Regions from separate parts of the Sus scrofa genome. Here regions 1, 2 and 4 are each linked to region 3. A link is a contact called in public HiChIP or PLAC-seq data. All regions are on one chromosome and are shown on one strand. The core of a region is the stretch at or near the end of the contact, and the rest is flanking DNA. Distances in the headings are between cores, read along the strand shown. Region 1 overlaps LOC110256735 (a long non-coding RNA gene). Region 2 has its middle 41 kb from the start of TOMM20. Region 3 has its middle 54 kb from the start of IRF2BP2. Region 4 has its middle 160 kb from the start of TOMM20.

Evidence for each region. HiChIP or PLAC-seq counts read pairs in DNA pulled down with a chosen protein or histone mark.
Region 1: an H3K27ac HiChIP or PLAC-seq map of alveolar macrophages shows a contact between it and region 3. The contact joins two enhancer-like sites. A contact is called at or near these places in 2 of 2 datasets of contacts at active chromatin or transcription factors (alveolar macrophages and skeletal muscle).
Region 2: a contact with region 3 is called in an H3K27ac HiChIP or PLAC-seq map of alveolar macrophages. The contact joins two enhancer-like sites. A contact is called at or near these places in 2 of 2 datasets of contacts at active chromatin or transcription factors (alveolar macrophages and skeletal muscle).
Region 4: a contact with region 3 is called in an H3K27ac HiChIP or PLAC-seq map of alveolar macrophages. The contact joins two enhancer-like sites.

The regions. Positions count from the first base shown.
Region 1 is chr14:56,189,827-56,192,663 of Sscrofa11.1, reverse strand. It overlaps LOC110256735 (a long non-coding RNA gene), which reads right to left. Exons shown (of 4, transcript XR_002338651.1): 4 at 1-80. Among named protein-coding and RNA genes, the nearest start is that of TOMM20, 78 kb to the right of the region's middle. Within about 2 kb of position 1,348, at least 4 of the 83 cell types and tissues checked have an H3K27ac peak or open chromatin away from gene starts, as enhancers often do. A contact at or near this core is called in alveolar macrophages, where this site is marked.
Region 2 is chr14:56,153,058-56,155,826 of Sscrofa11.1, reverse strand. No RefSeq gene overlaps it. Among named protein-coding and RNA genes, the nearest start is that of TOMM20, 41 kb to the right of the region's middle. Within about 2 kb of position 1,451, at least 57 of the 83 cell types and tissues checked have an H3K27ac peak or open chromatin away from gene starts, as enhancers often do. A contact at or near this core is called in alveolar macrophages, where this site is marked.
Region 3 is chr14:56,598,665-56,601,632 of Sscrofa11.1, reverse strand. No RefSeq gene overlaps it. Among named protein-coding and RNA genes, the nearest start is that of IRF2BP2, 54 kb to the right of the region's middle. Within about 2 kb of position 1,397, at least 36 of the 83 cell types and tissues checked have an H3K27ac peak or open chromatin away from gene starts, as enhancers often do. A contact at or near this core is called in alveolar macrophages, where this site is marked.
Region 4 is chr14:56,273,415-56,276,116 of Sscrofa11.1, reverse strand. No RefSeq gene overlaps it. Among named protein-coding and RNA genes, the nearest start is that of TOMM20, 160 kb to the right of the region's middle. Within about 2 kb of position 1,441, at least 29 of the 83 cell types and tissues checked have an H3K27ac peak or open chromatin away from gene starts, as enhancers often do. A contact at or near this core is called in alveolar macrophages, where this site is marked.

The DNA.
Region 1 (2,837 bases), core at 99-2,598, 410 kb after region 3:
ATCCTATCTTCAGTTTGCAGAGGCACAGGCAGAGCAGAGAGGACTAGCCCGAGGCCATTCCAGCTGCAGGCAGTAGGGACCTGAAGCCGAAGGAAAGGAAGACAGTGGTTTATACACCTGGTGTATTCATCTGCTAGGGCTGCAATAACAATGTACACAGACTCAGGGGCTTAAACAATAGACATTATTTTCTCCCGGTTCTGGAGGCTACGAGTCTGAGGTCAGGGTTTCAGCAGGACTGGTTCCTTCTGGGGCCTCCCTCCTTGGCCTATTGATGGCCATCTTCCCCCTGCATCCTCACATGCGCAACCCTCTGTGTGTGTGTGTCCTGATCTCCTCCTCTAGTAAGGACACCACTCCCACTGTATTAGGAACCATCCTAATGACCTCGTCTTACTTTAAGCACCTCTTTAAAGGCCCTGGGGTGTGAGGGAGGGAGGGACTGAGAGTTTGGGGGTTAGCAGATGCAATCTAGTATATAGAGGATGGATAAACACCAGGACCTACTGTAGAGCACAGTGAACTATAGTCAATATCCTGTGATAAACTATCATGGAAGAGAATATGAAGAAGAATATATGTGTGTGTGTGTGTGTGTGTGTGTGTGTGTGTGTGTGTATGAATATAGAATATATATAGAATATAATATATAGAGTATAGAATATAGAATATAAAAATATATATAATATATCTTATATATTGTTAAGATATATGTATAATATAATATATAGAATATGGAATATAATATATATATGATGCTTTGTTGTACAGCAGAAATTAACACAACATTGCAAATCAACTATGTATCTATACACAGAGTTTTTATTTTTTGCTTTTTTTTTTTCCTATTTAGGGCGCATCTGCAGCATATGGAGGTTCCCAGGCTAGGGGTCGAATGGGAGCTGCAGCTGTCAGCCTACACCACGGCCACAGCTACGCCAGATCTGAGCCTCATCTGTGACCTACACCACAGCTCGTGGCAACCTCAGATCCTTAAGCCACTCGACTATATTTTAATAAACTGAAAAAATAAATTAGTAAATAAACAACATAAAGGCCTCACCTCCAAATATAGTCCCATTCAGAGGTTCTGGGGTTAGGGCTTCAACACAGGAATTTGGGGGGGACACAATTCAGTGCATAATAGCAGGTTTCAGGCCCTTTATATGCATCATTTCAAGTAACTTTCCCAGAAACACTAGGAGGCAAACATTCCTTCCTCACTCATATATGATGAAACTGAGGCCCAAGAAGATTTGGTAACCTGGCCAAGGCCACACGACTAATAAATGATGGAGACATGAGTCAAACCAGGTCCGTCTGCCCCCAGGCCTGTGGCCATGACACCACCCCGCCTGCTGGGACCAGGTGGCTACACGTCACGAGGGCTAGGAAGCAAAAGCGCGGTGTGTGGGAAGCTGGCACTAAAAATACTACAGAGGGTCACATGTCCAAGTGTCATCAGCCCCAAATGTTCCTACTCACCCACTGTCCAGTGCCCTTCTGTGTCCCCTTTTCTCCTAGGTCAGCCTTTGTAGTCATGTTTAATTTTTTTTTTTTATTTTTTGGCCACCCTGCAGCATATGAAGGTTCCAAGCCAGGGATCAGATCTGAGCCACATCTGTGACCTACAAGGGATCCATTAACCCACTGTGCAGGGCCAGGGAGCAAACCTGAGTCCCGCTTGCAGAAACGCTGATGATCCCATCAGAAACTCCTTACCTCTTTTGGCTTTTTTTGGCCTAACCCACAACATGCAGAAGTTCCCGGGCCAGGGATCAAACCCATGCCACAGCAGTAACAACACCCAGTCCTTAACCCACTGAGCCACCAGGGAACGCCTCTTCATGCTTAACTTGATTGTGATTATTGGCAGGAATTGGAGAGATCCTCCCTTCCTGGGAAGGAGGGGATCTGTGGAAAAGGTGGGTCTAAAAGGAGCAGGGAGGAGTTCCCATTGTGGCTCAGCGGGTTAAGAACCCAACCAGTATCCATGAGGATGCAGGTTCAATCCCTGGCCCCACTCAGTGGGTTAAGGATCCCGCTTTGCCATGAGCTGTGGTGTAGGTCACAGATGCGGCCCACATCTGGTGTTGCTGTGGTGTAGGCCGGCAGCTGCGGCTTCAATTAGACCCCTAGCCTGAGAACTTCAATATGCCACAGGAGGGGTCCTAAAAATTAATTAATTAATTAATTAATTAAGCAGGGAAGGATGCTCAGAACCATGGAGAGGCCAATCCCTGACTGAGAGCTGATTTGGGAAATAGCTTGGAGACTCGGGCAGGAATCAGGAAGAAGCCTGTGGGATTCTTCTGTGAGCAGGCAAGCGTGGCCCTACCCACCTCTTCCCCAGGGAATTCAATTCTGATCTGGTCCAGAGTGGCTGAGTTCAGATCAAGGTTCCCAAGTGTGACAAGCTGAACCGTATCCCCAAAATTGATATGTCAAAGTCCTGACCCCCCAGAAGGTCAGAAAATGAAGGTATTTGGAAAGACGGTTTTTAAAGAGGTCATTTAGGTCGAGTGAGCTCATGAAGGTGGGCCCTATTCCAACATGAATGGTGAACTGATGGAGTTCCTGTCGTAGCACAGTGGTTAATGAATCTGACTAGGAACTACTAGGTTGCAGGTTCGATCCTACCCTTGCTCAGTGGGTTAAGGATCCGGCATTGCCTTGAGCTGTGGTGTAGGTCGCAGACGCGGCTCGGATCCCGCGTTTCTGTAGCTCTGGTGCAGGCCAGTGGCTACAGCTCCGATTGGACCCCTAGCCTGGAAACCTCCAGGGAGTGGCCCTAGAAAAGGCAAAAAGACAAAAAATTTTAAAAATAATGAATGGTG
Region 2 (2,769 bases), core at 202-2,701, 450 kb after region 3:
CTCGCCCTTCTCAGCATCCACATCACACTTTTGATCTGCAAGGTGCTTTAGTGACCAGTACTTTATCATTTTTATTCATTGGAACTCCTCCTGCAGACGCAGGAAGTGTTCCAAGGCGCCTTTCTCGAATCCCTGGATGGCTTGGAAGGTAGGGTTGTTGGAGTCCCATCAACATCATCGGGTTCTGAACTGCTTGGAGCAGATGGTGGAGCCGCAGTGGGTGAGCCTGTGTCAAAGTGCCTGCATCTCCGAGACTCTCCAACCTCCTCCCCTCGCCCCTCCATGGCTCTGCCTGCTGCTGCCTGGTCAGGAGCTCCAGCCTCCTGACCGAGCAGAGACGTCGCCCAGGGACGCTGCCCCCCTGCACCCAACGCCAAGCTCTCCCTGGCCTGGGGCGGGGCCTCACGCCTCCCCCCACCCCACCACGGCCTTAATGAGGATGAGAATAACCTGCTCCGTGGCTTTCCTGGGGGTGACTAATGGGTTAATCCGGGGAAGGCCCTTTGAAGATGAAAAGCCTGATGTAACTCAAGGGTTGAAGGCAGGCACCTGCCCCAGCCTGGGCCTGAGTCAGCAGAGTGACCTCCTGCCTGCAGGCGGGCTGGGCGAGCTGGCCCAGTCCCCATTCAAAGTCAGGGTTGGCCAACCCCGTGCGTGTGTGGTGTGTGTGTGTGTGTGTGTGTGTGTGTGTGTGTGTTGTGTGGGCCTCTGGGAGGTTGGGAACTGTGTCTCCTGGGCGTTTGAGTGGTTGAATAAACCTTCAAATGGCTCTGCCAAGAGGGCAGCACACATCCTCATCCTAGAGAATATCAGTTAAGACAGTATTTCCTGGCCATTGTTAGGGGAAAATGCTTTCCTTTTTATTTTCTTTTTCTTTTTTTCTTTTTTCGGACCGCACCTGCAGCACATGGAAGTTTCTGGGCTAGGGGTTGAATCAGAGCTTTGGCGGCCGGCCTATGCCACAGCTACAACAACTCAGGATTGGAGCCACATCTGTGACCTACACCACAGCTCACAGCAATGCCAGATCTTTAACCCACTGATGGAGGCCAAGGATTGAACCTGCATCCTCATGGATACTAACCGGTTCTTAACCCACTGAGCCACAATGGGAGCTCCCAGGAAAATGCTTTTCTCACAGGGCATTCCTCCCAAGAGGTGCCGTTTTTCTCCTGCCTTTGGAAGAAGGAGCTGCGGCAGTGGTGGGCAGCCTGGGGAATCTGAGGTCGGGGTGTAAGGGAGGCGGGCGGCTGTGCTTTCAGCTCTCCAGCTCCTGATGTTCTAGTCTGCCCTGCATTCACATCTCCCAAGCAGAGAAAGAGGCAGCCAGAGCTGAAAACCAGAGGCCAAAAGCAGCGGATGAAGCGAGTGTCGTCCAGGACCACGCCCCCTCCCACCCTTGACCCGGTACAGGGGGATTTGACGCAGCGGCAGCTGGGAAGCCAAGAACAGAAAGCCTTTAAGCCACGCAAACTGATGCCAAGATTCCGCCACCCGGGAGCCCGTTTCCTGCGCTCTGCACATTCCTCCCTTCCCCCCCCCCGCCCCCACCTCCAGTGACCCCTCTCCACGCAGCCTCCTTGCACGCAGCACTGGTTTCTTCTTTCTTCTGGAACACAAGTCATGCGGCCAGAAGGAATGCAGGCACTTCTGCTTTCTCTCTTAGGTCCCCATTTCCTTAGAAGTTTTTCACTGCCCTTTCTCCTCCCATAATTTGCCCCGAACCCTAGAGGCCCCCACAACACACAGAATGATAAAGATACGAAAATAGGATGCAAGGATTGGCAGCATGAAGGCAGGAAAGAGGGCAGAGGGGGCCACTAATCTTTTTGCACGCAGCCAGGAATGGACGGGGTGGGGGGCATAGCCCCTGGAACAGGCTATGAAAGGATTCCGTTCTGTTCTGTTTGGAAGGAGATGGGTGGAAATGACAGTTTGGAGAGGATTAGAACGGGGAAAACGGTTTCAGGGGAAGCAGCCTCTTTTCTCCAGTTCTAACAGTGCCATCTAGTGGCCATGCGAGCAGGTGCAAGGCAGAGTCTCTGGACAGCCCCAGCTGACCCCGCGAGGGGAGGCATCCTGGCTTTGCAAAGGGCGCCCTGTTGATTGACAGCGGCCGGCCTCTCCCGGCAGCCAAATACGTCTCCCTGGAAGGGTCTACAAAAAACTGGGGAAGATAGTGCCTCAAGTAAACCCATAATAATGCCAACGGAGGAGTTTACACTGTTGCACAACTGAATTGGCGGCGTCTTGGGGGCGTTGGGACGCAGGTTCCATCCCCGGCCCGGCACAGTGGGTTAGAGATCTGACAGTGTCTCAGCTGCGGCTTAGGTCGAAACTGTGGCTCAGATGTGATCCCTGGCCCGGAACTCCATATGCCACAGGAGGGCCAAAAGGAAAAAAAAAAGAAAAAGAAATGTATTTTGGAGTTCCCATTGTGGCTCGACAGATTAAGAACGCAACACACAGTGTCCATGAGGATGCGAGTTCAATCCCTAGGCTCGCTCAGTGGGTTAAGGATCCACGTTGTGGTGAGCTGTGATGTAGGTGGCAGATGTGGCTTGGACGCCATGTTGCTGTGGCTGTGGCATAGGTTGGTGGCTACAGCTCCTGTTCAACCCCTAGCCTGGGACCTTTCACGTGCTGCAGGTGTGGCCCTAAAAAGAAAAAGAAAAGAAATCATTTCACCTTGGAACTCCACAAGTGGTTCTTTTTTTTTTTTTTTTTTTTTTTTTGCTTTTTGCTTTTTTAGGGATACACATGTGGTAT
Region 3 (2,968 bases), core at 148-2,647:
TTCTTACTGATGGAGGAATTGATGTATGTGCCCATCCATTCGTCTGTCCATCTGTTTATCTATCTATTCATCTCCCCATCCATCTCATCTTCTCCCTAGTAAGACATTTAGGCGGCTACACAAAGAGCATGGATTTTTGCTTGCTCTCCCTCCATCCCTCTTTCTCTTTCTCTCTCCCCCTTTCCTTCTTTCTTTCTTTCTTTGCCACACCTGTGACATGCAGAAGTTTCTGGGCCAGGGATTAAACCTGTGCCACAGCTGTAATCTGAGCCACAGCAGTGAAAACACTGGATCCTTAACCCTCTGAGCAACAAGGGAACTCTGCTTCCTCCTCTTTCCATCTTGTTTTTCTCTCCCACCTGAGATGGAGATGAGCGTAGCGAGGGGCTTGGCCCAGGTGCCGGTGTAGGAGAAAGGCCATTGGCACCAGTGTCACGGTGGGGTATTTGAAACCTTCCAAGTCCCTCCATCCATGGTGGATATCAACGAGGCAGGATTGCTTGACAGAGCGTGTGATAGAGGGAGGAGCTTAATGAAGGTATCTGAGATGCTGATGGGCTGAAAGGAGCCCTTTTCTTGTCTTTGCAGTAACTTCCAGCGTCAGAACAGGGGGCCACTGGAGGGAACGAAGGACAAGGACATGTAAATAAACCACCATCAGAGCTGCTGCTTCCCAGGCTCTCACAGCTGGGAAGACAACCCACCTGGCTTCAGCCCGGGGTCCCCAAGTTAAATGTTACAGCTGAATGTGGAAGGGGCTGGGTGAATCCATGATCAAGAGTGATGCTGGCTTTTATAGGAGCCAAGATAAGGGTAATTAAATCTTGTGCTTCAGGCCATATAAACTGATCTCTGCAGGAGGGCAGGAATTAACTTAATTCCACAGGCACAACCCCACCCGACCCTCCAATAGCTTCATATGATAGACCCAGTGCATGACGGGGAAGGTAGCAGGAAAGAAGAAAGATTTGTTCTAAGCACCAGGTATTAACCAGCACACAAATCAGGAGCTTGAACTTGATGGGCCCCAAGGCTGATCCAGTGTGGCAAATCCAGAGCTTCTTACAGCTTCTCCCTGCACTTGGTTTATTACACACAATCTGTACAGGGGCTGTTTTCACACTTAATGGCAATCCTGAATCACTATCTATTTCCCATCTTCGCCTGCAAAACAGCAACCCAGAGCTAGTGCTCTGCCATAAATACTGGGCCCCATAAAGCCACGGCTGTATAGATTTGCCTTTTTGTGCGTGGATGTCTGATTCACTGGCGCTTTGGCAGCCTTCCAGGATCTAGGAGAGGAAAAAAACCATCCTGAGAATCCCAACAGCCTCATTTTGATCTGTGATACTGAGCAACTCATTTCCACTTCACAGGCTCCGCTGAGCTGTGCCACAGAAAGACAAATCCCAGACGAGGAAAGGGCAGGCGGTAGGAGGAAGGATGGTGGAGGAGACGGGGGGAGGAGGGGGGAGCAGAAAAGGGCCGCATCTATTAAGCTGTTTTTCTTTTGGTGAAAAGAAGCATTTATCAGTGATTTCATATATCATGTGAGAGGTGGCTTCCTGCCAGTTTCCAAGAATCCAAACAACCCGCTGACATCATATGCTAAATATAACTCAGCCTTTGCTTTAGGTGAATAAATAATGCCGCTGGAAAGGAATAGGTTCCCTTCAGTTACGTGTTTATTATGATCGGGCTGTCAGGCTTGTGTAATCAAAAGAATAATGTCCAGTACCAAGGAGGAATGGTGGGCAAAGAATTTTCAAACCATTTCAGGAGGTCACCTTTGAAGCCCTGTTCCTCTTGCCCTTCCCGATGGGAGGGAAGTGGGGGATTCATTTGTTGCGGGGGTCTTCGACGCCCTGATAGGTATGTGTGGGCATGTGTTGTATTTTGCACCTCTGCCCTGCCCTCCACACCAATGGCTGGTCTCTCCGGGGCAAATGCACAGAAGGAAGACATTCAAATGCACAGAGATGGTCCTGAGGCCGAGGTGGAGGTGGGTGGGGCCTGGGTGGGGTTCAGCAAAGAGGGCCAAGGAGGTCTCTGTTTTTGGCAGACCTTCAGGTGAGATGCTTGTCCAACAGCGAATGGCGACCCTAACGCCCCTTCCTCCATGTCCAGGATGTCACCCCCAAGAGCTTTTGCATTTAGCATGTTGTGCCAAAGAAGCCACAGGAAGAATTCGGGTTTCTAATGAGACCTAAAGATTTCTGCCTCCTCTCCAGCTCCACCCCCCACTCCACCCCCGCGGCTCCCCCCCCCCCCCACCGTCCCCAAACTCACACGGCGGGGGAGGGGGAGCCAGCCTCAAGGGCCTGTAGGAAGGGGCAGCTGGAAGGAGAAGAAAAGCAAGAAAATTAGTGCCGGGAGATAAGGAGACAGCGAGTCAAAATAGCTCCTGGAAAGGTGTTGGATCCCAAATAACATCTGCAAGATTTCTCTTCACACTCAGGGATACAATAGAGGTGGTTACTATGGAAACGGGTGTAAAAGCAGCGCAGAGAAAGGAGAGGGCCGGATATAAAGACGAGAGAGGAAAAGGCACACAACACTTTTAAAGCATCAAAGGGGAATACTACAGCACTTTCCATCTCTGAGAGAAGAAAAAAAAGTTATTGAGCCTAGAGATTGTTGAATGCTCTGAGCAGGGGAGGGGTCGGGGCTCTCAGACACCATAATCCCTTTCCCCACAAGCCTGGGTACTGAGCCTGCCTTCCCACAGTTAAGCTCATCAACCGGAAAAGCATCTCCAGGCGGCTCAGGTGGTAAACTCCGAGCTAGACAGCCTGCTCCGCTGGGTTTGGCCTTGGCCTTCGGTAACGACCTTGGAGAGATCAGGTCATTTTTCTGTGTCACAGATTCATCACTTGCCTTCCTCCCAGGGAGGCCTATGACGAAGCACTTTTCTCAAAGAAGGAGTAATGGTGCTGTTTAAGGCAGAGACAGTATAGGTGTCAAGAGC
Region 4 (2,702 bases), core at 192-2,691, 330 kb after region 3:
CTTTCTTTTTTCTTTCTTTCTTTCCTTTCTTTCTTTTTTCTTTCTTTCTTCCTTCTTTCTTTCTTTCTTTCTTTCTTCCTTTTTTCTTTCTTTTTTCCTTCCTTCTTTCTTTCCTTCTCTCTCTCTCTCTTTCTTTCTTTCTTTTTCTTTCTTCTTTCTTTCCTTTTTTGTCTTTTTAGGGCCACGCTCACAGCATACAGAGGCTCCCAGGCTAAGGGTTGAATGGGAGCTGCAGCTGCCCTCCTACACCACAGCCATGGCAACTCTGGATCTGAACCTCATCTGCAACCTATACCACAGTTCACAGCAAAGCCAGATCCTTAACCCACTGAGCGAGGCCAGGGATCAAACCCAAGTCTTCATGGATAGTAGTTGGGTTCATTACCACTGAGCCACAACAGGAACTCCTTAGTCAGCTCTTAAACAGGGTTTTTTGTTTTGTATGTTTTTCCCCCCCGTGAGTATGTGTGTGTGTGTGGCTTTTTAAAACTGTGGTTTAAAAAAAAAAAAAAAGTTGATCTGTAAGTCACAGTGTCAGAACGGTCAGGGTGAGAGTAGGCACTAACAGGAAAGCAGGAAGCACAGTCTAAGTTGACGGGGTTAGGGAGGACTTCAGAATTTCCATTCAACACCCCAGCAGCAGTAGCACACAGACAGGACAGCCCAGACAGAGCCAAATGTCATTTTCTCTATCCTAACTTATTGATTTCTGGGGTACTTCGGAAGAACTCAGGGGAGGGTGTGGGGTGTCCACGGCTGATGATTTTCATTGTTCTCACAATTATCGTGTGTTGGGGGGGTGGAGGAGAAGGCTGCTGAGGGGAACCAGAGAGCACATGAAAACGATGGCTGGATGCAGAGAAACCCCAGCACCCAGAGCAAACCCGCCTGCACCCGTTCCTCCCACGGCGGTGTTTTCAAAAGTAGCCTCTTCATTTACTTGGAAGAGACTTCATACCAAAAATATAAAAAGACACCATCCCATCCGCCATCAGCCCAGTCATCTTGACTCATCAGCCCAGAAACACAGCTGTGGCCAGGGGGCTGCACCCCCAAAATCACCGTCCCAGAGCCTGTGACAAGTCTGTGATGACAGAAGTGTAAATCACCGGAGCTGCGTGGAACCTCTCCACGCAGATGTGCAGCCCCGCTAGATGTCAGGGCACGTGGGGGACATGCGGAGTTCAAGGTCCCTCCACAACCCTGAGAGAGAGACTTGGCCCCCCCGGGGATGTAAAGGAAGCCGCTGCTTCTTCAGAGTTCTATTTTCCATTCTGCTACTTCAAAAGGGCTTTGGGTGTTCATTGTGCTAGTTGTTGGTTTTTTTTGTTGTTTTTTTTTTTTTTTCTTTTTTTTTCAGGAACACTCATTACAAAACTGAAACCAACATCACAGAACAATGAGAAATCACCACCCCCTTCCACAAGGTCAGAGTTGTGCACACACTTCAAATCTGAAAAATGTTTTGTGTGCGTGTGAAGTGACCTACGGTGGGCTTTCCCCAGCTGCCCCTCCCCAGGGGCCTTCCTTGCCAGTCTTGCCCTGGGGCAGGGTGCCCCCTGGACACCCCCCACTCATGGCCCTGACTGCTCAGCTGTCCTCCAAGGGCCTGACACCCGCTGTCTACTGGGTGTCATCACCCAAGGTCCCCCCACCTCCAACAGCTCCCCTCTGCGCCCCCCCAATTCCAGCCCCAGTCTGACCAGCCTCCAGCCCCAGACTCCTGCTGGGTCTCCCCCAGAGAACCTCCTCCATCAGATGCCCTCCCTCTCATGCCCACTGTCACCTGCCTGCCAGGCCCGTGTTGAAGTGGGATCATCCCAGAATGGCACCCCCCTTTCGAAGCTGCCCTCTGCCAGCACCCAACACCCAGCGACCTCGGCTCAAGCTGGCCTTCAGGGACTCCCCACCTGGCCCCAACCACTAAGATTCTCCAACCCAAAGTCGGGGACGTCCTCATACACTCCTTGGGTAGCTCTTCCCTCACCCCTTCATCTGTGTCTTAACCCCGCCTGGACCTTCCTCTCCCTCTAATCTGCTCACCCAGCTGCTCTTCAAAACCCAGTTCAAGTGCACCCCTCCCCCGTAACCGTCCCCCACACCCCGGCCACAATCTCTCCCCTCCCCAAAGCCCCACGTCCCTCACTGCCTGTGCCTCTTCTCCCTTTACAGGGCGACAAAGGGTCAGGATTCTAAGGCATTGAGGTGACTCTTTCCTGTCCTCCCTCAAGGCCCCTCTCCAGCTCATTTTCAAATACAGAAAAAGTTTCCCCTTCCTCAAAACACTACCGTTCAGATATTTGTCACAGGAGACCCAACACGTCTGCGAATCTGCGATGCGTGGGGGCCCCTAGGACTGTGGTGCCAACCTTCCCCGCCCACAAGTGGTGGCCTGCCTGCCCCTCCCCCAGCCCCAAGGGGCAGGGTGGCTTTCCCTAGGGTGTGTTGAACTCCAAGTTCAAGTTCTTGTTTCCTCAGATCTCAAGGAAACTTGCGAACAGGGAACTAAATCTTCAGCAGGCCCTGCATGTTGGTGCAGGGTCTGGGCAGCGGGGGACACTGGCCGGTGGGGCTATGGCCCATGTGCCCTCACAGTCTGACCCACCAGCTCTGCCCCACAGCCCACAGGTGGGACTGCAGCCATCCTGGCCTGGCTGGTGCCCACCCAGCACCTACCTAGCTCATCCATGCTGCAGAGGCCA